Linked DNA regions of Mus musculus: all the other regions are linked to region 2. A link is a contact called in public HiCAR-type and promoter capture Hi-C data. All regions are on one chromosome and are shown on one strand. Each heading gives the region's core, a stretch centred on a gene start, on an enhancer-like site or on the middle of the called end of the contact. The rest is flanking DNA. Distances are from core to core; before and after follow the strand shown.

Evidence for each region. Promoter capture Hi-C pulls out the DNA fragments that hold promoters and counts their contacts. HiCAR-type assays count read pairs that join an accessible place to other places.
Region 1: a HiCAR-type map of astrocytes shows a contact between it and region 2, with 4 times the contacts expected there. The contact joins the promoter of Actr2 here to the promoter of Etaa1 in region 2. A contact is called at or near these places in 2 of 39 promoter capture datasets (hippocampal neurons and pre-B cells), 1 of 115 datasets of contacts at active chromatin or transcription factors (astrocytes) and 1 of 9 other capture datasets (liver).
Region 3: a promoter capture Hi-C map of liver shows a contact between it and region 2, with 4 times the contacts expected there. The contact joins the enhancer-like site here to the promoter of Etaa1 in region 2. A contact is called at or near these places in 6 of 39 promoter capture datasets (the C10 cell line, embryonic stem cells, hippocampal neurons and 2 more) and 2 of 115 datasets of contacts at active chromatin or transcription factors (astrocytes and embryonic stem cells).
Region 4: a promoter capture Hi-C map of hippocampal neurons shows a contact between it and region 2, with 4 times the contacts expected there. The contact joins the enhancer-like site here to the promoter of Etaa1 in region 2. A contact is called at or near these places in 5 of 39 promoter capture datasets (embryonic stem cells, hippocampal neurons, liver and 2 more) and 1 of 115 datasets of contacts at active chromatin or transcription factors (astrocytes).
Region 5: a HiCAR-type map of astrocytes shows a contact between it and region 2, with 4 times the contacts expected there. The contact joins the promoter of Rab1a here to the promoter of Etaa1 in region 2. A contact is called at or near these places in 3 of 39 promoter capture datasets (hippocampal neurons, liver and pre-B cells), 1 of 115 datasets of contacts at active chromatin or transcription factors (astrocytes) and 1 of 9 other capture datasets (adipose tissue).
Region 6: a contact with region 2 is called in a HiCAR-type map of astrocytes, with 3 times the contacts expected there. The contact joins the promoter of Cep68 here to the promoter of Etaa1 in region 2. A contact is called at or near these places in 2 of 39 promoter capture datasets (hippocampal neurons and pre-B cells) and 1 of 115 datasets of contacts at active chromatin or transcription factors (astrocytes).

The regions. Positions count from the first base shown.
Region 1 is chr11:20,110,658-20,115,136 of GRCm38.p6, reverse strand. Actr2 (ARP2 actin-related protein 2) reads left to right here and starts at 2,186. Exons shown (of 9, transcript NM_146243.2): 1 at 2,186-2,332. The coding sequence starts at 2,285.
Region 2 is chr11:17,952,313-17,956,912 of GRCm38.p6, reverse strand. Etaa1 (Ewing tumor-associated antigen 1) reads left to right here and starts at 3,038. Exons shown (of 6, transcript NM_026576.4): 1 at 3,038-3,350; 2 at 4,210-4,335; 3 at 4,585-4,600. The coding sequence starts at 3,119. It overlaps Etaa1os (Ewing tumor-associated antigen 1, opposite strand), which reads right to left and starts at 2,943. Exons shown (of 3, transcript NR_131915.1): 1 at 2,828-2,943; 2 at 175-280.
Region 3 is chr11:19,960,610-19,965,100 of GRCm38.p6, reverse strand. All of the region lies in intron 1 of Spred2 (sprouty-related EVH1 domain containing 2), which reads right to left. Among named protein-coding and RNA genes, the nearest start is that of Spred2, 38 kb to the right of the region's middle. Within about 2 kb of position 2,095, at least 78 of the 459 cell types and tissues checked have an H3K27ac peak or open chromatin away from gene starts, as enhancers often do. A contact at or near this core is called in liver and pre-B cells, where this site is marked.
Region 4 is chr11:19,977,048-19,981,303 of GRCm38.p6, reverse strand. All of the region lies in intron 1 of Spred2 (sprouty-related EVH1 domain containing 2), which reads right to left. Among named protein-coding and RNA genes, the nearest start is that of Spred2, 55 kb to the right of the region's middle. Within about 2 kb of position 1,768, at least 200 of the 459 cell types and tissues checked have an H3K27ac peak or open chromatin away from gene starts, as enhancers often do. A contact at or near this core is called in hippocampal neurons, where this site is marked.
Region 5 is chr11:20,199,262-20,203,198 of GRCm38.p6, reverse strand. Rab1a (RAB1A, member RAS oncogene family) reads right to left here and starts at 1,787. Exons shown (of 6, transcript NM_008996.4): 1 at 1,547-1,787. The coding sequence starts at 1,569.
Region 6 is chr11:20,246,671-20,251,274 of GRCm38.p6, reverse strand. Cep68 (centrosomal protein 68) reads left to right here and starts at 1,851. Exons shown (of 7, transcript NM_172260.3): 1 at 1,851-1,968.

The sequences.
Region 1 (4,479 bases), core at 937-3,436, 2.2 Mb before region 2:
CGGAAGTGAGGAGTGTGCACGAATGCTGAATGTTTGGGAATGGGAGGATGAGTGAGGCTTGAAAACACCACACTGAAAATCCTGCCACAGCCAACAGCAGCAGCCCTGTTAGACATGAGCTAAGTAAGCACTGAGTTTGTAGAAAACATAACATCAGCCATCTTGGAATAGAGAAACAATGGATTTACTTACTTATGAAAAACAAAAAAGCTGTCTCTTCCCAGGGAAGGCTAGAACTAGCTTTCCTGTCTTGGCCGGTGCCGAATGGGTGACTGATTTGGGAGAGGAGGACCTGGGTTCACCTGTGGGGCTGTGTTGTGAAAGGCAGCCTGGCCCCTGCTACTGAGGAGAAAGATGGAGCCCGGGTCTTGAGCCCACCTTCACTGTACCGTAGCACTTGGTACTGTCTATGTGCCCTTGAGAAGGCGCGTGGGGGATTTCACAGTCTGAGAATGAGTGTGTGTGAGTGAGGCGGTACCCACATTCTCAACTTCAAGTCATTGCAGTTTCTTTTTCCCAGAAAACAAAGGGGTTTGATGTTGCATTTCATAAACTAACTGAAGTTCTGGAGTTAGAGGATATAGAAATATAAAAGTACAGTTGTTACAAAGTAAATGCAGACTTCAAAGACAGAAAAAGCCACAACCCAAACCAAAATTTAAATGCTTGAAATTGGCATCATAAACAAGCTCTCTCCTGACTTGTATTGTGGCAGTCGGAATGCCCCCAGAAAACTGTGCCAAAGAGTTTAGAAAAAAAATGTACAATAAAAGCAAATACACTCGAAGCCGGGCGTGGTAGCGCACGCCTTTAATCCCAGCACTTGGGAGGCAGAGGCAGGCGGATTTCTGAGTTCGAGGCCAGCCTGGTCTACAAAGTGAGTTCCAGGACAGCCAGGGCTATACAGAGAAACCCTGTCTCGAAAAACAAAAAAAAACCAACCAAACAAACAAAAGCAAACAAACAAAAAAGAATAAGTTTCTGTTTCTTAGGTCTGATGTAAACTGCAAAACAAGTTTTCAGCCTAGCTAAACTTGGGATTCACATGACATATACTCTGACCCTTGACTCTTCCCTTTCACTGTATCTAACAATTCGCTCACATCTCGCCCATAAAACGGACCTCAAGCGACCGGCAGCGGTGAGACAGGTGGTTGGCCAGTCCTGGTGTACCCCAAAATTGCTCCAATTGGACAATCATGGATTTGGTCTTTTTAACTTAATATTCTTAGTTTTAACACAAGGATAGACAATGCGACCCTGTCTCAGAAAACAAAACTAAACTAAAATTAAAGGAAAGAGTTTTGTTCTTTGTTTTCGAGAAAGGGTTTCTTTGTTGTAGCCTTGGCTGTCTTAGAACTAGCTCTGTAAATAGACCAGGCTGGCCAGGAATTCACAGAAATCCAACTGCCTCTACTTGTGTGCTGGGATTGAAAGCAAGTTCACCACTATGCGCTAAGTGAAAGCATTATCTTTCTTTTTTGACAGGGTTTCACTTTATAGCTCTGGCTGACCTGAAACTTGCTATGTAGACCAGGCTGGCCTCCAACTTAGAAATCCGTCTGCTTCTGCCTCCCAAGTGCTGGGATTAAAGGCGAACGCCAACAGTGCCCGGGTGCATATTCAATTTCTTAAAGAGGTGCGTGTAACACTTGTCCCTGTTTCCAAGGGAGGTTACAGAGGACCTCAATTTTAAAGTCTGCATTTGGCAACATGGTGAGTTCCTGTTTGAGAAAATCAAAGAGGGAAGTGGTGAAGCAGAAAGAAACGAAAGCATCCCGCCAGGCTCCTAGGGCTGCATGCAACTGGAGGTGTGGAATAAACCGGAGGTTTGAAACTTGTAGGTGTATCCACCCAGGCCTAGGAGCAATGACACATCATGCCTCGGGACCTCCAGGTGGCTTTCGGTCTTCCTAGCCGGCTGCTCCACCCTTCTCCACTGCCGTCCCGCCACACACCCTCCGGCCTTCACCTGCCTGCCTCCTGTACAGCCGGCCCGGCCGCGCCCTAGGTCCCGAGACAACTTGGTCAGAGCCGCCGCCCCACCAGCCAAGCGCAGCCCCGGAAGCAGAACGAGGCGAGAGGGCGCGCCCGGGTCCGCGCCGGACAGCTCTCATTGGCCTTCTCGGCTGCCAGTCCCCGCTCTTCTTTTCTCTCTCTGCACCGCCCTCTTGGAACGGCTGCCGGGCGGGGACTTCCGGTTTGGGCGGAGCGGCGGGCCGAGGGCGGGGCCGTGTGGAGGAGGAAGCAGGCCAGGCCGGGCGGCGGCTCACCAGGACGAACCATGGACAGCCAGGGCAGGAAGGTGGTGGTGTGCGACAACGGCACTGGGGTAAGGCCCGGCGGGGCGGCCGCGTGTGTGTGCGGGGTGCGCGCGGGCCCCTCGGCTGCGCGGCTGGGCTTCGGGGGCGCGGGCAGGCGCGCGGGCGGGCGAGCTCTCGGGGGGCGCCGGCCGGCCCGGAGCCGGTGGCCCGGAGCTAGGCTACCCGCGCTGCACCCGAAGGCGGCGGAACCTGTCCCCGCGCGCTCGCAAGCATCCGCCGGCGTGCCGAGAGATGGGTCTAGACGGTGAGAGGCCCTGTCCCTCGGTGGCGAGGAGGTCTCCATTTCCGAGGCTCGCCTGTGTTCGTCCATACAAGACCTAGCGGCCTTCCTCTTCCTGTGTAGCGAAAGATGCCGAATGCGAGGCAGGAAACGGGTTCCGCAGAGAAAAGAGGAAGTGCTGTCAGGCCCCGGGCCGCGGCTGGAGTCTGCCCCGGGAGAGCGTGTGGGCTGTCCTTGTCGTCTGTGGTTTTGAGAGAGGGGGATGGTCAGCAGCTCCTGCTTCACCTCTTGCTTTGCATGCCGCCCTATTATAGACCTAGGACCTCTCAAGTAAATTCTAGTGGGAAGTTGGATCATTTCTGGTTCCTCCTCTGCTTCATTTTTTTTTTCTGTTAAGTACAGGATAGACACGTTAGTCTTGAAGATGCTAAAAATGTCAAAATAAGCCTAAAGTTCTGATTCAGAAAACTCGTTGCAACTGGTTTCTTTCTATCCCCAGTTAAAAGGGTGGAGCATCAAAGTTCCAGTTTTGAAGATGCAACTGTTTCTGACTCCTTTAGCGATTTGCAACATTTTGTGACTTTTCTCCTCTCTGCCACAGAGACGACACACAAATTAAAATAGATTTTACTTGAATTACACCTTTGAAGCCAGATTGTTGAAAGGGGAAGGAGCTGGTATTCACTGCCATTATAGTGCCCTTGGTTGAATTTGTTACAAACTTTGACAATTATTGTACTAGCTTCATTTAAGCTAAATCTGGGCTAGAATAGGATAGGTAACAATACAAAGGGACATCCATACCACTGCTGTGGTAACAGCCCTAAGATTCAGTAACTTAAAGGTTTTTAAGCAACCCCATTTATGTGCTCATTAGAGATATTTATATTTGCAGACTTCATGAAGGGATACATAAAATGCATCTCATTTTTTGAGATAAAGGATAAAGCAGTGAGGGAAATGGTACAATTTTATAAAGCTTCTAAATTATCAGGAAAAAGGTTTTTAAAGCAAAGCCTGTATTGTTACACTATATTTAAGCTAAATTATAAATGCTAAACTTTTCAGAAATTCTTATAAAAGTACTTATTAAAAAAAAAAAGTATCTTACTACCAAAGAGACGTCTCAGCAGTTAGGAGCACTGGTTGTTCTTGCTGAGAACCCAAGTTTGATGCCTAACATCTGTGTGGCAGCTCACAGCTATTCTGTAATTCTAGTTCAAGTGTATTCAGTGCTCTTTTCTGGCCTCTGTGGGTACTAGGCATACATGTGATACATATACAAACACTCAAGTAAACAGACATAACACTTAAAGTAACAGTGTCTTAAAAGTGTTTTAAAAAGGGCTGAAGTGATGGCATACATCTTTTATGCCAACACTTGGGAGGCAGAAACCGGCAAATCCCCATGGCTACATAGGGAGACTCCATCCATTTTTATTTTTTTTTTTTTAAATCTGTTTCTTAGGATAAAAAGATCAGCTACTATGGCATAAGTGAAAGGAGATGATTTTAAAAAAAGTTTTATGCCAGGTGTGGTGGCGCGCCCCTTTAATTCCAGCACTTGGGAGGCAGAGGCAGGCGGATTTCTGAGTTCGAGGCCAGCCTGATCTACAAAGTGAGTTCCAGGACAGCCAAGGATACACAGAGAAAAAAGTTTTATATCTATTTTTGTAATTATTTATAAACTTTATTCACTTTTTTTGTAGATATGTTTGACTGTGAATGAAATAGTCGGATCCTCATATACATCAGCTAGTTCTGATTTAAATCGTAACGCAGTTAGGAATATTGTGATGTCTTTTAAGAAAACTTGACGACTAATAGCTACTTAGATTTTGGGTTGTTTCTTAACTATTTATTCTTCTTTGTTCATCTTAGTTTTACTTAGGTACCTGAAGTTATAATGATGCCTTTACAATTAAATATTAGAGA
Region 2 (4,600 bases), core at 1,789-4,288:
GACTGCCTGTGAATGAGTTTGGGGGGGGCATTGTTTTGATTACTGATTAATGTGGGATGGCCCAGATCATCATGGGTGATGCCTCCCATGGGCAGATAGATGGTCCTGTGTTGTATCTAAAAGCAGCTGAGCAACCCATGAGTAGAAAGCCAGGAAGCAGCATACAGCTCCTACCTCCAAGTTCTTGCCTTCACTTCCTTTGACAGACTGTGATGTTGAAGAACAAGATGAGACAAACTCTTCCCAAGCTGCTTTTGGTCATATCACAGCAATAGAAACCCTAAGGAGCAAAATGGTGCATTTTGATGGAAAGAAGTTATAAGTTATCAAATTAATGTGTCAGTGTTACGGGATATTTGATTACTGTACATAGAAAAACTTAATGGTTAGCAAAATATATAAACTTAAATAATGTCCGATTCAGTTATGTGTCCTGAAGAGTTGCAGCTTGGGTGGGCCTCTGTAGAAAAGAATGCCAAGGAATGGAAAGTTCCTGCCTATTTTAATGCCTTTTGCTGAGGAGAGTTATTGTGGTCTTTGCTGTATGGCCCCAGGTAAAGTCAGCTGGATAGCCTTGAGCTGCCCCACCAGGCAAGGTGAAATGATTTGGCAACCCAGTGACTTGGTTTGGAGCACCCACAGTGATACCGATGTGGTTTACCCTGCCAAGGGTGTAGAGGAGAAGCTAGAGACGTCCGTGGTAAGCAATCAGACCTTTGAGATCTAACTCTCTTTAGGCTTGGAGGAGCCTTGTGGAAGAAGCTCCTGGTAGTAAGGATTTTCTCTTTGGGCTTGCAGGATCAGGAGAGAAGCAGCTGGCAGGACACAGATAAAACAGTATTCTAGAAAAGAGAGGTAAGAAGCCCTCTTGGGTTTGGAAGACATCAAGAGAAAGGTAGATTAGCTTCATAGAATGATACAGATAGAACAGTATTTCTAAAGAGCTAGCAGTTTAGTTGTAGAATCAGGCTTGTACATAGATGTTTTGTAAATAGTTAAGAAAATAAAATTACATCGCTTAGTTAGCAGGTTTTACCTCAGTTTCTGCCTCTTGTGTCTTTATTGGCATAAATATATTTTTTCTGTCATGATGACAGTATACATAATTTTATAAAATAAAAACTATTTTACAATTAAAAATAGAACCAATTTGATTTGATTTAGGGATATGGATTGAGACAAAGTCACCTCATTTTTTTCCATGTGTGATTCATATCGATGTAAATTATATATAATCCATATATATAATACACATATAAATGTACTTTTTCAGTTATCATTTGTATTTTCTGAGATAAGATCACTCAATATAACCCAGGTGGCCTCAAACTCTCAATCCTCCTGCTTCTGCCCTCTGCATGCTGGGAGGATTGCACATATGAGCTACCATTCCATCTGGCTATACTGTTTATCTCCCATAGTCCTTCCTCATTATTTAAATGGCTTTTATTTGTATTATACAAAGCCTGTACTTAGGTGTAAGTCAGTGCTTCCACCTAAGCACTTTATCTGTCCCATCCATTTATTTGTCTGTCCCTTCACCGCTAGAACATTGTTGTAAGTCTTAACCACTCTCCTGACATTTGGGTGAGATTCAGCTTCATTATGCTTCAAGAGATCAAGAAATTTCTTGTCTCTTTTTCCTTTTTCATTCCATGTCTTAGAGTAAAGGTATCCTCCCTTTGCACAGGCATGTGCCTCCCGCTCTGAGACTAAGGGCATCAGCACTGACTATACACCAGTTTGGGAAGAATTGACTCTTTAACAGTAGTGAGTGACACAGACCACAAACACAGCATAGCCCTTTTTATTTTGGCCTTCAATTTATTTCTAAGGTGTTTTATAGTTCTCTCTGTAGAGTTGGCACTCTTTTGTTTTACTATTTATCGCAAATCATATTCTTTAAAAACTTAGAATTTGGTTTATTACTAATCTATTAAAGCACAATTAACCTCCGAGTTTCACTTTATTTGGGGCATGGAAGAAGGCACAACTACGCTGATGATTCTGTTCAGGACCTAGACCTGTGGTCCTAGCACTGACAAGCTTGAGACAGGAAGACCAGGAGTTCACAGCGAGACTGCATTAAATAAGGAGGCAGGGCACACATAAGACACTGTCTGAAAAACAAAAAGACAGACACACTTCATGATAAGGAAACTGGAGTGTTACAGATATAAAACCAAATAATCTTTATGGCTATCTTTAGTGCCCTAAGTAGCCATTAAGGACCCAGCTGTCAGGATTGGCATCCTGAAGGCTAGCAGGTAAAAACTTTGGAATGCACTGTTACCAGATCACTAACTTCCATCAACGAAAGGATGGGTCTCATAAATTATATCCTTACCTAAAGCCTATGGACGAATCATCTCCTGCTTTGCTGTAACCCACCTACTACCTGTTGTCCCCAACAAAGCGCCTGGCAAATGCTTTGTTTTTTGTTCTGTGACTGTTAAAGTCTGTGCGATTGCTTTTATATTGAAACATGTTTTTAGGCCAACCTGAATCAATGCTCCCTGGCCATGGAAATTATTACTTGATTCAAAATAAACACTATTTTATTCCTACTAAGATGACAGCTCTGTTTTGCATGTACAGTTTCCAGCGACTGTTAGTTTATTAAATTAATACGTTTTCCTACATTTTGGAGCTACGCACATAACAGAACATCTATGAACTATTGCGTTTATTACCTCCTAAACTATAGTCTTTATTTTCTCATATTATCGAATAACACACCATCATTTGAATCTTAGAAATAATCAATTAAATTTTAAATTCAATAAGAATCTGTCATTGTATATGAACTCTTTACTGTCTCACATACCAAGTTCCTGTCACAGATCCAGAAAAGGGTCCTGCAGTTCCTGCTAAGTTGGACGAGTCTGATGGTAGACCTCAGAAAACTCCTGTTTCCTCAGCCCTGGCCGCAGCCTTCTAACCCCGCCCCTCACACTGACGCAGCCAATCCGCACCATGCGTAGTAACCCGCCCCTAGACGGAGGCAGCCAATTAGAAGCAGCGTATTTTGCGCGCCCGACTTGCAAAGATGGCGCTGCACGGTGGCGCGCGGGCTCTCTGTCGAGCAGTTGCCCTGCTCCGCTGTAGCAAAATGTGAATGCAGCTGAAGGACGGTGGCACGGGAATGAGTCGGCGAAGGAAGCATGCGGACAGCCCTGCCCGGAGGAGCACGCCGCACAGGGCGGCTGCTAAGAACTGCCGCCCGGCGGCAGAGCCGTGGCTGCGGGAGTCCAGGGCGGCCTGCAGCTCCCAGCTCCGCCGGGCGGGAACGCGGTCTGCGCGGCGGGCGCAGCGGCAGGCAGCGGCTGACGGCGGGCGCAGTCCCCGGGGTGAGGAGAGGGCGGGGAGCGGAGCCTGGCGGTGCAGACCGGGCGGGAGGCCTGGGGCTGCAGAGCCGAGTCCGGTAAACCGGGCCTTTTCTGAACGTCTGGTTGTGGGCGGGGCCTGTGCCGTGGACTGTGTTCCGGAAACTGGGCACCTACGCTGGTTGTTGTTGTTTTCCTCGCTGTTTTGTTTTGCAAAAAGGGCCACCTCAGAAACCGTAGTGTGCTCCCGGAACTTGCTAGGTGTAACATCCGGTTAGCCCAGCAAACCGATGGCGCGTTCATTTCTGTAAACTTGGAGTTAAGAGATATCTATCCCAATAAGGACCAAACTCATAACCTCTATCCTAGGGTGTGTCCGTAAAATACAATGTCTGTTACCTTGCTTGTTTCTGCTATGAATAAAACGAGGCTGGGAAAGAAAAATAACATTGTAAACCTTCAAGTGATTCTAGACAGAGCTTCCCTAGAAACAAATCACTATTGGTTTTGGGGTGTATGGAGTAAAAAAAAAATTGGGTCGAGTTTACAGGAGGGGCCTTGTGAGAGTTTAGCTTGGCTTTCTGTTTGGATGCATTTCCTGTACATCTGCTGACGTCATGGAGGTACCTAAAGCCTGGTGATAGTAATTCAGTGATCAGATGGTATCATTCCTGGGCCTATGGAATTTTCAAAGAACACTTCCTAACTACAGTGCTAAACTTATGAAGTATTAAGATATTATTTTCATTGAAACATTTCTATTGTGGTTAAAGTAACTGTCTTTAGGAGACAAGCTTTGTATTGGACATGAAAATTAATTGTTTGACTTTAGCTTTTATGAAGTAACGTAACACTTAGAAGCAATGATTGTCATCTTATGCAGGAAAGGAGACGCCAGTACAAATCGTGAAAATGGATTTATTATCCTGTACCTTCAGTTCTCCAAATGATCCAGATGGACAAACTGATATCTTCTGGGATCAAAATTCTCCAATGACAAAGCAGTTAGGTAATCTGTTGTTATTTTTATGTGGGTAGGTGCTTGAAGAATTATTGTCGGTAAAATTTTAGTCTGGTAACATCATAATACAACGGTTTTGGGTTTTTTGTTTTGTTTTTTAGAACCTCATGTGTGATTTTTCTGTCTGATTCTAGGGTGGAGTCATTAAGTTGTACTGATTACAATTGTTTCCTAAAAAGTGACAACTGATTTTAGAATTCTTGGTCTAAAATTCATAGAAATGTCTTGTTTCTTTAGGTAAAGGAAGAAAAAA
Region 3 (4,491 bases), core at 846-3,345, 2.0 Mb before region 2:
AAGGCTGACAAAGGAAAACCAAAACAACTCTGTGCGTGTGCGTGTGTGTGTGTGTGTGTGTGTGTGTATGTGTGTGAGAATTAACTGTCAGCCTACAGGAATCGCTGTCCCAACCACTGTCCTAGGAAAGTCTAGGTTTAGGGATAGGTCACCACTCAGCTAGGCCAATAGGGAGACAGCCCAGAGACTGTGTACCTGTGAATGCACCACACCACACAGAAATGGAACAAGCCATATCCACAATTTGAATTTTTTTCCTTAGAGTTGTCATAACTCAATATATCTAAAATAGTTTTGTTCCCACAGCAATCAAAATAATTACTAGTAGGGTGTCTAGCATGTATTGTAATAAGGTAATGAAATCACACCACCTCTCAGCCCACGATGGCTTGTTTTAAGGGCTCAGAACCCAAATGACTAGTGGCCACAGACTTGGTCAGTGGTCTGGGGGCAGTCACTCCCAATGGTGTCACCTGGGTCTCTGATAGGAGAGGTGGTGGCACGTGGCGGTAGCGTTTAGAAAATGTGGCTGCCCCAGGCCCACCTAAGGCCTCAAAGAAAGGCAGCTGGCCTCCCTCCAGGTTCCACTGTGGCACCAGTCAGGTCACCTCAGCCTCTGTCTGTCAGACTCAGTCAAGGAAATTTGTATTTTAAAGTACTCACTGGAATGCTGGCTTGGGATTTCTAAGCATAAAAAGCAAGGGAGACTCTCAGGGGTAGGTGTTCCAGGGCCAAGGAGTTAAAAACACTAAGGCTATTTGTCCCGTCCCCTCATCCCCAACTCTTCACTTTTCCTCTGACTTCTATGTGCATACTTATAACACACACACACACACACACACACACACACACACACACATACACACCCCTGTAAAAGGACAAACCACAAGCACTGAAGGTCATTTCTCACCTGTCTGGGTCTCCTATGACTTGGCTGGAGCCTTCATCCCTGGGATTCCCAACTGAAAACCTTTCAAAGGCTGACATACCAGGATGGAAAAAAATTCTCTTATCATTTGGAGAAAATAATTTCAGGCTGGGTGGATAAACATGTACAGGAAATGCTTCTATAGAGGTCTTGATCCTCTGAAGATTAACACCCACGGAACAGGAGACCAGCCTCAAACTCAGAGGAAATAGGCAAGTTATAAAAACAGGAAGAGCAGGAAGTTTATTTTTGGATGAATATTTGTTCTAGTGACGCTCGCTCTCGACGCTGACAAGAACCTTGATCCGCAGGTCGTCCGCTGCAGCTGAGCGGCTGCGCTCCGTGGCTCCACAGAGGGCCTTGCCTCACTCCTGCATATCTGCCTCACTGCCCCTGGCTCAGGACTCCTCTCCAGCAGCCCCGTAGTCCTACAAGATCTCTAGCTCAGGCAAAACCTCACCCACCCCAGCCCCAGCTAGCCGAAACAGACTATCTCTGCAAGGCTGTCAATGAATTGCTAATGGTTGGTATCCTCCCAGTGTTGCAGCGTGATGGCCTCAGCTGCCCTCAGCAGACTGGTAACCTATCCTGTTTTACACTCAAGAGTTTCAGCCCCAACACACACACACACACACACACACACACACACACACACACACACACACAAATAAGAATTTCAAGATCACAAAAGAGCATTACACCAGGTGCAAGGCCGAATGTGACAGCACAGCTTACACCCGGGCCCTCGCCCATGGCTCCCTCTTGGTGGGAGTGGGGGTTGAGGGGGTGCTACTGTCGGGAGCACTGGTTTAGAGCTGTTTTATTATTTACCTCTCATGCCTCTCACCTCATTAGACCAAGTGCCCCAGGGCCCCACTGCTTAGCCATCACTATGCTCTCTCCTCCACCTGCCAAAGAAACCACCAGGCACACAGTAGGCTTGTTGTGACTTCTACTCAACAGTCAGGAGGAATTTTGCTCTCCACTCCTCTCACCTGTAGAGTCTCCTATGACCTTGGCAGGTAAACCCACAAAGGGAAAATAAGAATCTACCTGGCATTTTCCTTTTACTTAGGAGGAAAGGGCCTGTCCTCTAGAGCAGCAGAGGTCTTGAAAGGAAACTCCTCCCATCAGCCACTAGACGAAGCCAGCTGCCAGACACTAGCTGTGCTGTTGACTCTGATAGCCGTTTCACGGGTGCACAGAACAGCACAGCACAGCATAGCACAGCACAGTGGGTGGAGAGACTGGGATGAGGAGTCTGCGTTGCTCTCTGCCCTTCCTCCACGATAGCATGCTGACCCCAGGGGAAGAGCTTGAGTTAATGATGGATTTCTCTGCCTCAGCCATTAAAGTAGGAGAGATGCCTGCAGTGAGCTCTCGTCTTCTCGGCAATGGGTGAGCTTTACTGGGAAAACGCTTGTTCTGAGCAGAGACAGCGAGGGAGGAAGCTTGGGGGTCAGAAGAGCATCACCTCCCTAAACGGCAGATGTCTGCTCACTAGTAGCACTAGTCTACAGGTGTAGCTTGAACCCAATACGAAGCACTGGCTGGCCTTGAACTTGCAGTGGTCTTTTTGCTGACTGCTGGCATTACAGGTGTGGTCCCCATACAAAGCTTGCTTCATTATTTGTTTAAGAGAAAGAAAAACACTGGAGGTTCCAAATAGCTTCCTAACTATGTAGGCAAAGTTGATTTTTCCAGTAATTCAATGAGTGTGGACTGTCTGTCCCCATATCAGATGGCACGGGGTGGTATTATATATCTGCAAGCAGTGTGCCTCTAGTATCAGGTCTTCACCGTACTGAATGAAGGACCCTTTGACTTCAACAGGCATACCATCATTGTAACAGCAGCTGACATCTGAGATGTTGGACAGACACTGGATCAGGGTCGGTGACTTATTCTGTCTTCTCCGAAGGCACTTGTGAAATCCATGCTCCCCTTGTTTCTCCATTTCCACCCGTACTTCAGAGTCTCCCTTTAAAAAACAAGGTCGCTTGTGACTGAGATGGAGACCCACGTGGCAGTGTGAGTAAGCTGGCACTTGTCAAATGTCCATCAGCCTTATCCAAACAGTATCGTCCCCATTTTACAGATGAGACTCCTTCAGGTGAAGGGGCAGGCTTCGTCTCCAGACCACGGCTTCTGTGGTTGCTTTCTCTTTGGTGGGGTTGGCCATCCCTCCACAGCATGGACTCCTGCCAGAAGTATCTCATTTTCCACGGCTAATGACAAGAAGGCCTGACTGAATTGCTGGCTTTTGCACAAAGAAATGGTTAAGTCCACCCAGTTCCCGGTTTATATACTAGAGAGCGACAGGCAAACATGCTCAATATGGGGCCTATAAAAGAAAACTTACACGAAAAATGTAAAATATACCATAAATGCTTCTAAGTTATTTCTGAACCTAACAAAATCTCACGGAGTGCAAGACATTTGCGAGCACATTGAATGGAGGGGGTCACTACAGTACTTGATTAAAACAAATTCAGAGCCGGGAGGTGGTGGCACACGCCTTTAATCCCAGCACTTGGGAGGCAGAGGCAGGCGGATTTCTAAATTCGAGGCCAGCCTGGTCTACAGAGTGAGTTCCAGGACGGCCAGGGCTATACAGAGAAACCCTGTTTTGAAAAAAACCAAACCAAACCAAACCACCATATCTCCTATTTAGATCTAGGTTGTCAAGCTAAAAACAACTATATAGACATATGCTTCACCAATACTGAAAAGCTAGGACAGTAAGTCTCTAACCACCATTAACTATGACTCACCCAGGAGGCTTGTGCCACACAGGTTACCACACTACGGCTGCTGCGATCCAGCCAAGTGTTTCAATCACCTACTAATATAAAGCTTGCGAAACTCAATCCAAGCCCTTGAGGTAGAGATTGAGTGTCTCCCATTGGGGCGGGGACAAAAACATTATCTGTGTCCAACAAACGATGTTGGGGCAACACGACCCTGTGGGCCAGGTTTCTTCACCCAGCCTGGTGCCCTGTAAAATGGCCAGGTCCACAGGCTTACAGCCCCATGTCTGGTGACTTCTTAAGCCAGAAAGGAGCCAGGAAGCACCTCTACCATGCATTTCTGTGAAGGCATGGGGAGGTCTGTCCACAGACGGCTTATAGCATGGGCTCTTATCTGTGGGATGTCTCTTGATCTCCAACAACTACAGCAACACAGAGATGGGAGTGATTTTTCTCTAACATATGCACTCACATGTGTCAACACGTTCCCATTGGACTCACGAACTTCTCCTGAGTATACAATCCATTCATTAGCAGACAGTCCTGCTTCTCAGACTACCCCAATATTCCCAGTGCTCCTTGGCTTAGAGGTAAATTTTGCCCTCCTGGCCAGTCAACACAAGCCTCCAATTTAGCCAACATCTACAGGCAAAGTGGAGCAGCTGCTACCATTCAGCAGGCTCAGCAGATGGGCTGAGGGGGCTCACTCTGCAGTTTACTGGCCTAGTAGAAGGCCCAGTGGCCACTGAAGCTCTAGGTCTTCTGGCTTGGCCAGCCTGTCCACATGGCTCTGGCTTGTGATGTCCCAGTTCT
Region 4 (4,256 bases), core at 519-3,018, 2.0 Mb before region 2:
AGCTCATATACATACATATATCCAAAACTATGTATTCTAGTCAAGTCAACATGCTCAAAGCTTTCCTGACCTTGAAACACAATCTTAATGAGAAGGAAAAAGGCTCTCATTTTGGATCTGAAATATTTTTAATATCAGCAAGTGCTGTTATTGAATGTGTACTATATATACATATATGCACATATGCACACAAAAATAAACGCTACAGATGTGGGCAGGGAATTCTTAGCCAGACCCCAACATACTCCAAACACTATTCTTCCTCATTATCATCCTTGACCAAAATTAGCAAGTTACGGCATAACAGGTGGCTTTCATTTATAGAATGTAAAATTAATGAAATTTAAAGGTGGTTTGTCTTGAAAAACAAGCTGGCCATTCTTTTTTTTTTTTTTTTTTAAAGAAAGAAAAGAAAAAAAAAGCACACTATAATCTACAAACAGAACATACTGAGCAAACTCCTTCCAAGTTTTCTAAATGTGCTGAAACCAATAAATGAAATAAATCTGTTTACCAGGAGTTTAAAATTCATACACCTGAAGAAAACCAAGGCTTTACTATAGGCTCTATGATAAATAAACAGGAACGAAGCCCGCCTTGCTCGCTAGCTTGGTAATTCCAGATCTGTAGATGTTCTCTCTAAGGGACCGCAGGATTTACACCACAGAGGGGACTGTGTAGTCAGTGTTTCATCTCAGGCAAATGTATGGGCAGCCAGCGGTAGTACAGGTCCTGACCCCAGGCGGAGAGCCCGTCCAGCAAGGCAGACATAGCACAGATATAAACTTAACTAGAGCATCTGTCCCGGACAAGAAGGATTTAAAAAGTGTCCTTTAAAAATATGAGGAGACGCTGAACAGTCTGTCAACACACATAGGAATGTTTAATATACTCAAATAAACAAGGCATGTGCCTCCACTAGCCAGGCATTGTTTAAATTTAGTGAGTGAAGAAAAGAGAGAAGGTTAGACAGGCAGCCACAGCCTCCCAATTATGTGGAATGATCCTTCAGGTCATGTGGAAGCTATAATTAAATGTTGCTATCAAGTCCCCACTCCCTTTTCTTCTACCTTGGAAAAGTTGATGCTCTGATTCAAGCAAATTGTGATCGGCAAAAAATAAACATATCAGCTGAGGAGGGGAATAAAGCTTTCTTGGATTAAGCCACACAAAGGGGGGGGGGGCTGGGTAGACGGTACGGATACTGAAAGATATTCATATTAGACTGTTGACACCAGATAACACCCTTAGCTACCCCCCTAGAAGGTCTGTTGTCCTTCTGTTTCCAAGCAGCATCCTTAAAACTTATTAATATAAAATAATGGGTTAAAGCCATTTTGATGTGAATCTCTAGGGAGATTCAGAGAGGGCGATGAGTGAAGAAAACCTATTCGATAGAAGATCAGTGGTTACCTGTCTTTGCATGTGGGTGAACACACAAACACACACACATACACACATACACACACACACACACACACCCCACACAGGTCCTGAGGATAATGTTTCTCCCAAAAGAATGTTACACGCAAACACTGGACAGGTTCAGCAGAGAGGAGAACAAGGAGAAACTACAACCCAAGCAAAGAGCCGGCACGTACCTGCCCGGAGATGCCATTTCCTCTACATTGTGGAGTCCAAGGGCTGCCCGTTAGCATCATCGCTACGATAAAGCTTCCGATAAAAATGGATCCTCTCAGGCTGACCTGCGAACCAGCTGGCTGCTGAGCAGTAGTTTCCCCCATATATGATTCAGTCTCCTTGACAAATATACTGCATTGTACCGGATGAGTCATCGGCGGGTTAGAGTCCGCAGTTTACAGGCCCGTTGTCATTACCCACCCACTTCCTGCTCCTCAGAAGTAGAAGCTGGGAGGCTGGCAGCTGACAGAGGCTGGGATTTTTCAATTAAAAAATTGTTTAAAAAATTCCTGTAAGTTACAATGATCAGTCATTGACAGACGTCCGAAATGCACAGGAAGCCGAGCTCACACACAACGAGCTGCGAGCTCACACACACAGCGTGCTGCGATTCCAGTCTGTAGACCCACAAGTGTGAGCCGATTGTTGCCCTGCCAAGCCACGGAACTTTGTTCAGATCTGTCTCTCTAAAGCGTCTGGTTGGGGCTTTGTTGATTCCTGTGTTGCTTTCATGTCCAATCCGGCCTGACCTCAAAATCACCATTCTCCTGCCTCAGCTTCCCTAATGCTGGTATTACAAGTGGATGTGACCATGTTCAGCTTGATTCTTGGGTTGTAGGATTACCAATTACAGGAATTATAAAAACCTATACATAAAAATGATTTTGGAGGTGGGCATAGTAACACACTCCTGTGGCCCTCTAGCCCTCAGGAAGCTGCTGACACAGGACAAGAGCGAGAGGCCTGGGTTACACAGTGAGACCTTTTCTCCAAAATAAATCAGTAATGACCACACAGGGAGCTGGGAATGCGCTCTGTTGGGAGAGTGCTTACAAAGCATGCCTAAGCCCCCAGTTCAGTTCTCCACACTGCAAAAACCCAGGTGTGGTGGCCCATTCCTCAGCACTAGGAAGGTAGGTAGAGTATAGGAGTTCAAGGTCAACCACAGCCCCAGAGAGCGCCAGGTCAGACCTGTCTCAAAAGTTACAATTACTAAAGTATGTCAGGGGTGATATGAAATGATATGAGATTTGTTATAAATATTTTATGCTCCCCCCCCCCCCACACACAATAAGTAGTATAAAGGCAGGAGGTAAAGAAACAGCAAAACTTGGATAAACTGCTGCATCTGAGACTTTATTTTTGTCTTCTGGGTATCTTGAAAAGTTTGTAATCTTTACACGCATGTTTTCTTCACCTCCTAGGATGCCGTGTGAACCAGAACAAGGTCCGTTTTTACTTGGGCATGGAGCTGCCGTGCATGGAAACGGGGGTGGGGAGAGATACCTGCAGCCTGATACCTTGTGGGTGTGGGAGCTGAGGCTGAGGCTCAGTAAGTCTTCCAGCTGGGAGGAACCACATGCCCTTAGGCCACTGTGAAGGCTCCATCAATCCCTGGAATGAGCGGTTGGTATTCCTCTCTGGATGATGAGAGCTTCCTTGTGCTCTGAAGCCATGTTCATGAGCTCAGCTGTAACACTATGAGGGAGAGGCGTCCATTCCCAGATTCCTTACATGGCTTTGGCAATGTTCCCTGAGAATGTATGTAAGTCACATCCCGAGTTCCTTATACCAACAAAGCCCTATGTAAGGTGGCAGTGTTGGCTCAACTTACTTCATGCTCTAGTCATCTGGAAAAGAAGGCTTTTGATCTCATAGCTGAGAAAAAAAAGTCTAGTGGTTTTGTTTGCATGCTAAACAAAACTAGACGGAAACCAACCTTCGTTTCAAATCCTCTCCATGTGGACCAACTGTGAAAGTGGGCAAAGTCACTCTAGGAAACAGATGCTCTACTAAGTCCCAGATCCCTCCCTCAAGTCCTGAAACTGACAGCCACCTCAGCCAATCACCAACTCCAGGTTTCAAAGGATGTTGTCTAATGGACTGCAAACTGGCCACCAGAGGTAGGGCAGCCCCATGCCACACCAAACCTCACTAACCCAGAATGATTAGGATGGAGTGTGGGACTTAAGGACACTTAAGCTTGGCCAGACCCTTCCTCACAGTACCTGACTTTGGATACAGTAGCTCTAATGCAAGATGGAGGCCCATACCTCTCTAATAAAAGGAGTCTATTATGCATTTTAAAGAAACAAACCTATAGCTCTTTAAGGAGTTTTATAAATTAGGGGCTAGGAATGCAGCTTAGCTGGAAGAGTGTTTGCCTGGCACACATAAACCCTGGATTCCACCCCCAGGAATATAACACTATTATAATAATAGAATGTAGCACACTTATAAGCTCAGCACCGGGGAAGGAGGCAGGAAGTTCAAGATCACCTTCAGTTACATACTGAGGCTAGCCTGGGCTCTATGAGACACTAGTGGAGAAGGGGGGTGGGGTGGGGCTTTTGTAAGTCAGAATTCAGTAATTGAAACAACAGAAATAGAGGCAGAGGCAGAGGAGGCAGGAGGATCTCTGTGAGTTTGAGGATAGCCTGGTCTACAAGGGGAGTTCCAGAACAGCCAGCTCTGATACACAGAGAAACCCTGTGTGGGGCTTGGGGGCTGGGGGGGAAGCCAGGTACTGCAGTGTGTGCTAGTAACCCCAGGGCAGGGGGCAAGGGAAGCAAGCTCAGGAACTGTGACATCGCAGAGGCTGCCACCTGGCCCAC
Region 5 (3,937 bases), core at 538-3,037, 2.2 Mb before region 2:
ACAGCACCTGTGTCTCCATGTGAACTGTTCCCAACTTTTTCAAGTACAGAAGCCTGGCCAAGCACATAGCTCTGTGGATACAGTGCCTATCTGAGTTCAATCCCTGAAGCCACAAAGGAAGAATAAGCTCCCAAAAGTTGTCCCCTGACCTCTGAAGCAAGCAAGGTGACACCTGTGCACCTGCAATCACAGGCATCACACACACAATAAAAAAAAGTATGTAAAATTCTACCAAGATACTAAGACCTCTGCTTAACACAAACGGAAAAACCATTTCAGTATTAAACCAGTCTTAGAAAACCTGAACTTAGAATGTCTTTTGCAAGAGTCATGTGACACGCACATGACAAGTCAGCCGAGCTGATGGTTGGACCTTTCATGGGGGCACACTTAGCGGTAACTGACCAAAGCAACAAATAAAGCCCAGCTTTTACGGCAATAGTGATTTCTCTTATTAAAAACCAACAAAAATCCCTCTCCCTTAAAGATTTCTGACACTAAAGTATAATAAAAATGGCATCTCTTAAAGTTATTTTCATATATGGAAACCATAGGAGAATTTTGGGTTCAAAGAGAGAGCCTAACAATGTCTATCCAAGAAAGGAGAAGCGCAGTTCCCATGAAAGGTGCCAGGTGTGTCACATCTGCTACAGTGACTTCTTGAGTAAGCAAGAAAAAGGAATGCATTAACTTTTCATGACACGTCATGGAACCTCATTTCCTATCTACAGGCATTCAAGCAGGTAATCTAAAACCTACATACAACTCTATCATCAAAGGCCCCATTAGTTTCTTTTCAAAACTGTCTGCAAACTTGTACTTTAACTTGGTGGTACCAGGAAGACATTTCTAGTTTATTTTTAGTTCAGTTTTGTTCTTCTTTTTCTTCTTCTTAACCTACTGGAGACAAAAGGTGACTGGGAGACTCATGTCTCCCCTAAACCAAAAATTTCACAAATGTCCAGGATTTTGTAAGGGTCACGTCTCACAAGTCTCACAGAACTCTCCCAGGAGACAAGCCCAAAAGAAAACTAAACATTATAAATAGCTCCTCACCATCTCCTCATCCCCCTCAAGCCCACGCAGTCCCAAGAAGCATCCATATTACCTAAAACCCAACAGGGAGAGAGCTCTAACAAGCTCGGGATTTACAAGTAAAGCCGACGCTGACAGCTCCGCAGAGCCGGCGCAGGGTCTGACAGTGCCCTCTAGCAGAGCTCTCCCACCTACCTCCCCTTAAAACCAAGTCCTCCTCCAGCCGTCACTGCCTCCAGAGACGCGCCCCTCCTGGCTACTGTCCGAGGCCCTCTCCCCAACGCCCAGCCGCGGCACCTAGCTCCCCGCCGGCTGCGGTCGGGACCCGGCCCGCAGGCCCGACCCCTCCCCGCTGCGCTGCGGCCCTCGGCCTTCAGACAATGGGGCCCTCAGGCTGCTCCGTCTCCTTCGCCCGGCCGACCTTCCCGGCGCTGCGCAGCGAACCTCCCGGCGGCCCTCACCCCCGGCCGGCCGCTCTCACCCCGGCCCGCCCCGGCTCTCCTGCACTCACTATTCGGGATTCATGCTGGACATGTCACTGCAGCTGCCGCCGCCGCCGCCGCCACCACCGCCCTTGCTGACGCAGCCGCCGCCCCAACTCTCCGCGCCACAGGTAATGGAAAGGGAGGAATGAGCTAAGCTGTTCCGGTAGAGCAAACGTCGACCCCACTCCGACCCTTAGAACACAATCAGCAGCCGCCGCCACTCAGTGATCGCTTCCACCCAAAATGGCCGCCGGCGAACCAGGAACTGGGGAAGCCTAGGCCAAGGGGCCTGGCGCGGCCCAGAGGGCGGCAGCGTCGCGGGGCACGCTGGGAAAGAGAGTCATGAGCACACCGCGCGCTGGGCAGCCCGACCGGGCCGAGGGCTGTCTGCACTCAGCTTCCCACTAGGCCCCGCGCCCTGAACGCATGCGCACTTTCGAGCTTGTAGCCCGCCCCGTCCCGATTCCCTCACCCCCACACCCCGCCCTTCCTGCTCCCCTCCCCGCTGGCCTGCTGGCTAGGACTTCGCTCGGACTCCCCCTAGCGGATTGGCTAAGGCCGACCGGGCTGTGTTGATGTCATCAGTGAGACGTGGCAGCAGGGCGAGTCGGTGCCCCATCGGGAGGGGAGGAGGAAGGAACTCGGCGGAGGGCGGTGCCGCAGCAGAGGGGGAGGGGGCTCCCAGGAAGCCTGGGACAGTGAGGAGGGGTGGAGACAGCTTGACGAGCTCTGCTCAGGCAAGACCACAGGGGCCATCACCATCAGGGTCTGAGGCTGCTCTAAGGACAGCAGGAAACTCAAGCGGCCTCTGTAGACCTTGCGCTTTCTCACTCACCCGACTCCTTCTCTAATTTTTTTTTTTTTTTTTTTACCGTTTTACTCTAGCAACTTGATGTTGCAATAGCTGCAAATGGACCCTGTTCTAGTCTCTCTTCTGCTCACACAGCCAGATTTCCCTGTCTGAAACTGCTCCTCCATCTCGACCTCCAACCTTTAACATTGTGCTGTTGAGACACAGGCTAAAGTCAGCCTTAACCAGTCTTCTCCTCCTACTTGAGGCCTAGACTTAAAAGTTGAATTGTTTTCCGGGATAGGGTTGGGTTGGGTTGGGTTGTTAAGTTTTGTTTTTGTTTTTTTTGAGGGGGGGGGGTTGCAGTTGCTTTTGCTGCTCTTTGTTTTTTATTAGTACTAATTCTGTGTCCGTCTGCACAACTGGGCAGTAATAAGTATTTTTTTTTAAGCCATGAAACTCTTCAGTACGGACTCCAGAACTAATATTAATACATTTTTTTAGACCTAATGGTGTCAACTTTAATCAGCTCAGGAATTTAAATCTCCGCTAAACTTTAACGCATTATCTTGCGTTATTTATTACAAAGGGCATAGTATAATACACTGACCAAAGTTTATCTTCCAACTTGTTCTAAGCAAGAATATTATCTCCTGGGGCCAACTGTAGATTTACTTTTAATTTCTGAATTTCTGTGACATCAAAATATGCAAAAGAGGCTGTTCTCATGACTAACCATATACTCAGAACATATTTACACATCCCTCTGGCGTTCCTCCGTGTGTCCTGACAGCCTCATCAGACCACACATACATAGTTTTGGGAGTTTTCTTGTTATTGTCTGGGTTTTGGTTTTTGGTTTTCTGAGGCAGAGTTTCTCTGTGTAGCCCTAGCTGTCCTGGAACTCCCTCTGTAGACCAGGCTGGCCTCGAACTCAGTGTTTCCCTGGCCTCTGCCTCCTGGGTTCTTTTCCATACTAACTTCTGAAATGACCCTAGATGGAGGTTTACAGCCCTGGACCCTAAAGCCCACCATACTTCCTCTTATCATTTCACAGAATAAAAACTCTGAAGTGTCCTAAACTCAATTTTTCAAGCAAAAATTTTGTTGTTATTGTTGTTTTGTTTTGTCTTAGGATTTATCATGTAAGCCAGACATAGCATGCCTTTGACCCCAGCCCTCAGGAGGCAGAGATGGGTGCTTCTCTGTGAGTTTGAAACCAGCCTGGTCTACATAGCAAGTTCCAGAACAGAGCTACATAGTGAACCTCTGTCCCAACACCCACCCCAAATCTGTCATTTAATTTTATGTATGAGTGTCTCTTGCCTGTGTGTGTATGTGTGTGTGTGGTGTGCCATGCATGTGCCTCTTGGCCTCAAAGCCCAGAATAGGGCATTTGATACTCTGAAACGTGAGTTATAGTTGGTTATGCTGGGTTCTGGGAACTGAAAACAGGTCCTCAGCAAGAACAAAAAGTGTCCTTACCAGAGAAGCCATCTCTCCAGCCCTAGCTGGGGTTTTATTACTGATATTTTAATATAGACTTAAACATAAAGATTAAGGAAGAAAGCAGACACTCAGAAAGAAAAACACTATGGAGTGCACTACCCCCATACATACAGATACT
Region 6 (4,604 bases), core at 602-3,101, 2.3 Mb before region 2:
AACTATCAAAACAACGCCATCTCCTCAGTCTGCAGGAGGTGCCCCACAGAAGCTGGTACCACTTTTCCCATCTCAGCTTACCGTGAAATAACCATCACAGGAGCTGTTCACAATGGCAACACCTCGTCCAGCCTCCCCAAGCAGCTGGGCAGTGATGGAGCCTCAGCCAAAGCAGCCTGTGGCTGGGAAGGTCCTCCCATCCCAACCCATAGGCCCGATGCAAGGAAAAGGGGTGGGGAAAAAAAACCCACCAATCCCTGAGCTTCAAACAAAAACATAGTAATCCCTGAGCACAAGAATCCACCAATCCCTGAGCTCCCCAAGCTCAGGACTTGAAATCCTACCAATCCTCATCCTGGAAATCTCTGTCCTGAAAAGCCCCACCCACTAAGAAACCCTATATAAGCCCTGCTCTTTGTTCAATTCCCTGCTCTCTGCTCCTGGAGCGGAGGTGGCCACCCCTGGATTCATCCCTCCACATTTTGGACCCTCCAATAAATATCTTTTATGAGCTTTGCTGCCTGGTGGTACTCTCTCATCAGAAGCCAAGAAGCAATGAAGAGAAGGAAAGAACAGGAGTGGGGCTGAGCTGGGGATACCCTCCCCCTGGGAGCTGCAACACCTCAGTTAGGAGGCTTCCTCTTAGAGCAGTGTGGTTCCTGGGCTTCTGTGTTTCAGGACGCCCTTCCAACTGAGCAAGAACACTTAGAGAAGGCCGCTGGGCCAAAGTCAAAGAAGAGTACAGAACACATCTGGTTGAGACCATCCAGGTGCTCAATCGCATTACCATATTTACTGCTAAATGACTTCATACGTCCTTTATTTATTTTTTCCTTTAAACAAGTAACTGGATACACGCTGGTAAATGCTACCTACCTATTTGACACATTTCGGTTCTGAATTCCTTTTTAACTTTTTCCTTCTGGGTTGAAGAGAGAATTCAAGGCCTTGCATATAACAATACACTTTTACTTTAAAACACCCAGTATGGGGAAGACTGGGACAAAATCAGGAGTTCAAATTCAGCCTGGGATACGATGAAATTTACACTCACTCTCTCTCTCTCTCTCTCTCTCTCTCTCTCTCTCTCTCTCTCTCTCTCTCCACACACACACACACACACACACACACACACACACACACACACAAAACAAAGCCAAATAAAAAGCTGGGCATGATAGGGTTTGCCTGTACTCCCTGCACTGGGGAAGCCGAGGCAGAAGGAGCACTATGGCCAGGCAGGCCAGCCTGGCAGTTAAGTTTGTGGTCTTAGGTTGGATTAAGTCTCTGTCGTGTTAAGATCAGTCCAGCTCCTTCTCTAAACTTCACAGGCCCAGAACACTGTGGAAGTCCCTTCTCCCACTACTGGTGAGACAGGCTGGGCCTCCTGAGCCTCAGAGTCTCAGGACGGTGGCGAGGGGCCGGGGGTGGGGGGAGGGAGGGAGCTCGACCCACACCTGGTCCCCTCGCCCAACTTCTGCCCGATGCCCAGATTCGGACATGCCCTGGGGGTTCCACACAACGCAAAAGGGGAGCACCAAGCCTGGAACCACCCTCCCAGCCGCGGAGAGCACGTCGACCCAAACACCGCAAGCCTTCGATCCGCGGAGAGCGCGCCTTGCTATCCGCGTGGGCCTGCGTGGACGCCAGGACCGCGAACACCCAGCTGGCACGCGCGTCCGGACAGCGGAGAAAGAAGCTCCGGCCACCCATAGGCCAGGGTCCTGCAGGGGGCGGGTTCCCATGGCAGATACGAGCTGTGGATTGGTGAAGCATCCGAACGGAGAGTTTGGATTGGTTGCTTCATGGGGCGTCCTCCGCGGAGAAGCGGCAAGGGCGGAGGGCGTGGCGGGCGCCTGGCCCTCCCTCCCCAGGAGTGCGGGCGCCCGCGGGAGGCCCCGTCGTCGCCGCCTGGGACCCTGGCCCAGCTACGCGGGTCGCTCGGGACGTGCGGCGGTGTGGAGTGAGGTAAAAAGGCTGTGGCCGGCTCGAGTGTCGCGGCGCCAAGACTCGAGTCGGGGCATTCCCCTCGTGCCCGGGGCTCCGCGTGGGGGACCCTGGGGGAGGCCCGCGGCCTGGAGGGCACAAAGGCTGGCCGCGATGGGGGCGCCTCGCGCGTTCGCCTCCATCTTGCGGACCGTGCCGGGTGGAGGCGAGCGGAGGGGCAGGCTGTGGAGGGCCAGCGCGGCCTGCAGAGCGCGTGGGGCCGCACCTCTGGCAGCCCCATGCAGCTGTGCGCGCGTCGACCTTGGTCGCGGAGAACCGGCGGGTCACAGCCACAGCCGCTCGCGTCTGGACGGCTGCTGCTTCCATGGCCCAGTGAACGCATCCGGAGGAGGAAAGCAAAGCGGCGCACTTTTTATCTCTAAGATCTACCCTTGTCATCTGTCACCTGTTAGCCAGTCTCAGCAGCCCGGGAGCACATGCCCCAAACTTAGTAATTTTATAATTACCATGTTTTATTCAATTAAAAATTAAAAAAATAATAATAAAAGCTAAAAACTCCCAGTGCCCGAGCAGAGTAGACCTTACTGGGAATTGATGGGGTCCGAGACAAGGAAAGAGGTAGTCTGGTATACAGCTTGCGACACTTTTTGCTTTGGGCTTGGTTCAAATACAAGCCACTACTCACCTAGTTCTCTCCAGCGGACTGGGTTAAATTCTGGATCACTTAGGAACAGTGGGTGTAAGGGAACCCAGCTTCACATCATCACAGAAGCTTTTAAAAACTTTTTCCCTACCCCCACAACTGAAAAACATACCCTTCTCTGGGCAGCCCATATGGGCCTGGGTTGGCAATGAAGTGGTTTCCCCGCCCCCTAACAGGATGAAAGGTCTGTAAGGGAAGGAAACCAAAAGAAAACAAGAACAAGTGAAGCCCAACGTTGAGGGAACCGGAACTTTTAAAAGCCTTTAAGTTGTTGGATTATTTTTACAGGTTAAGGAAGCAGCTGGGCTCTCTGAATCAATTCAGACTTTAGTCCCTTTCATACTACTAATTCAGGATAAATTCACGTGTGCCTTAGTTCTCTCATCTATAAAGTGGAATTTAGGCCCCAGCACGACAGGACAAAAAAACATGGCTAGGAAGAGTAATAGTGCCAATTCCAAGGTTTATAAAATACCTAAGATAAGAAGAAATACTTAGACCTACCAGAGCACTCGGGAGAGAGAGGCAGGTGGATCTCTGAGACTGAGCTATATAAACACAGAGACCTGTCTTAAGATGCCCCACCCACCCACCCACCCAGGTACCACTACCAAATATCTGTATAACTCTTGCTTCTTCTGGTGTCTGTCTTTCTGTCTTGAGGCCATCCCTCAAACCTTTTGTGATTGCTGCTCTGACCCCAGAGAGTATTCTTAGATTTATGCTTTTAAAGTCCTTACCCTGTTGTGGCAGGAAGAGGCTCTGAAAATATGTACCAGGCCTTGGGCCACCACTGCCCACCCCTCTGTCAGGGCAGTACCACTACACCACCACTATCCACCCACATGACCACAAAGTTGAAATTTCTTAAAAATTTTAATTTTTTGAACATTTCATATAGGGGCTGGAGAGCTCGCTTAGCAGTTATGTGCACTGGCTGCCGTTCTAGAGGACCCAGGCTCAGTTCCCAACACCAACCTGGCCTCTACAACTTCAGTCCCAGGGGACCCACCCCTCTTCTGACTTCTGTAGGTACAACATACATGTACACAAAAATAAAACCTCAAAGCTAATTCTAAAGAGGAAGTTTTCATATGTGTATGCAGTGTGTGTCGCTTGTATCTGTCCCTCACTATAGCTCTCCTCAGGAATCCCCATCATGTGAAACAGTTATTTTGTGTGGAGGTCAGAGGCAGCATACTGCATGTGGTGGGGAGAGGGCAGTTTGTGAGAACGTGTCTCCTTTCTTCAATCTGTGACCACAGTTTTCCTGATATCCACCCTGCTTGAAGCTAGCCTCAGAGCCAGCTCAAGTCTGTCTTCTCTTTTGTCATTACGGACTTCACTGTTGCCGTCCTGCCTAGCGTGACCTCCACTGTGACACTCCAGAAGCCTTGAAGCTCCAAGCCCTGCTGGGCTCCATCTTCCCACTCGCTCCCTTCCTCTTTCTTGCTTACTAGACATGATCTGCTGCTGGGTATTTATGGCATTTCTCGCTACCTGTGAGTCCTGTGACGTTTCATTGTTGAGGCCCCAAACTGAAAGGGGCATCCCTGCCAGTACAGGTGGCTGTCAGTGGCCATGGGTACACAGACAGCACTTGTCAGAACAGAAATGTTGACAGTTGGGATGCATGCATTTGTTTCCAAGGGAGTTGCTACTTAAAGAATCACACGGGAATTTTTTGTTGTTCAGAGATTTGCTCCTTGGTGAATCATGCATCTATTTGAATGAGTTAGACAGAAGTGAAAGTGCCCCCCCTCCCCAACTTGCCAGTCCTCTCCCATTTGCTCTAAACAGGAATGTGTGGGAAGAAGGCAGGCAGCTGGGATGAGCTTGCTTGAGGGTGACTCAACAGATACCAGGAAAGGTCAGGTGTCCCCTGCTGTTAACATATACACAGTGCTGAACATGGTGATAGCTGATGGGTCAAGTAGCCTTTGCAGGCTCTGAG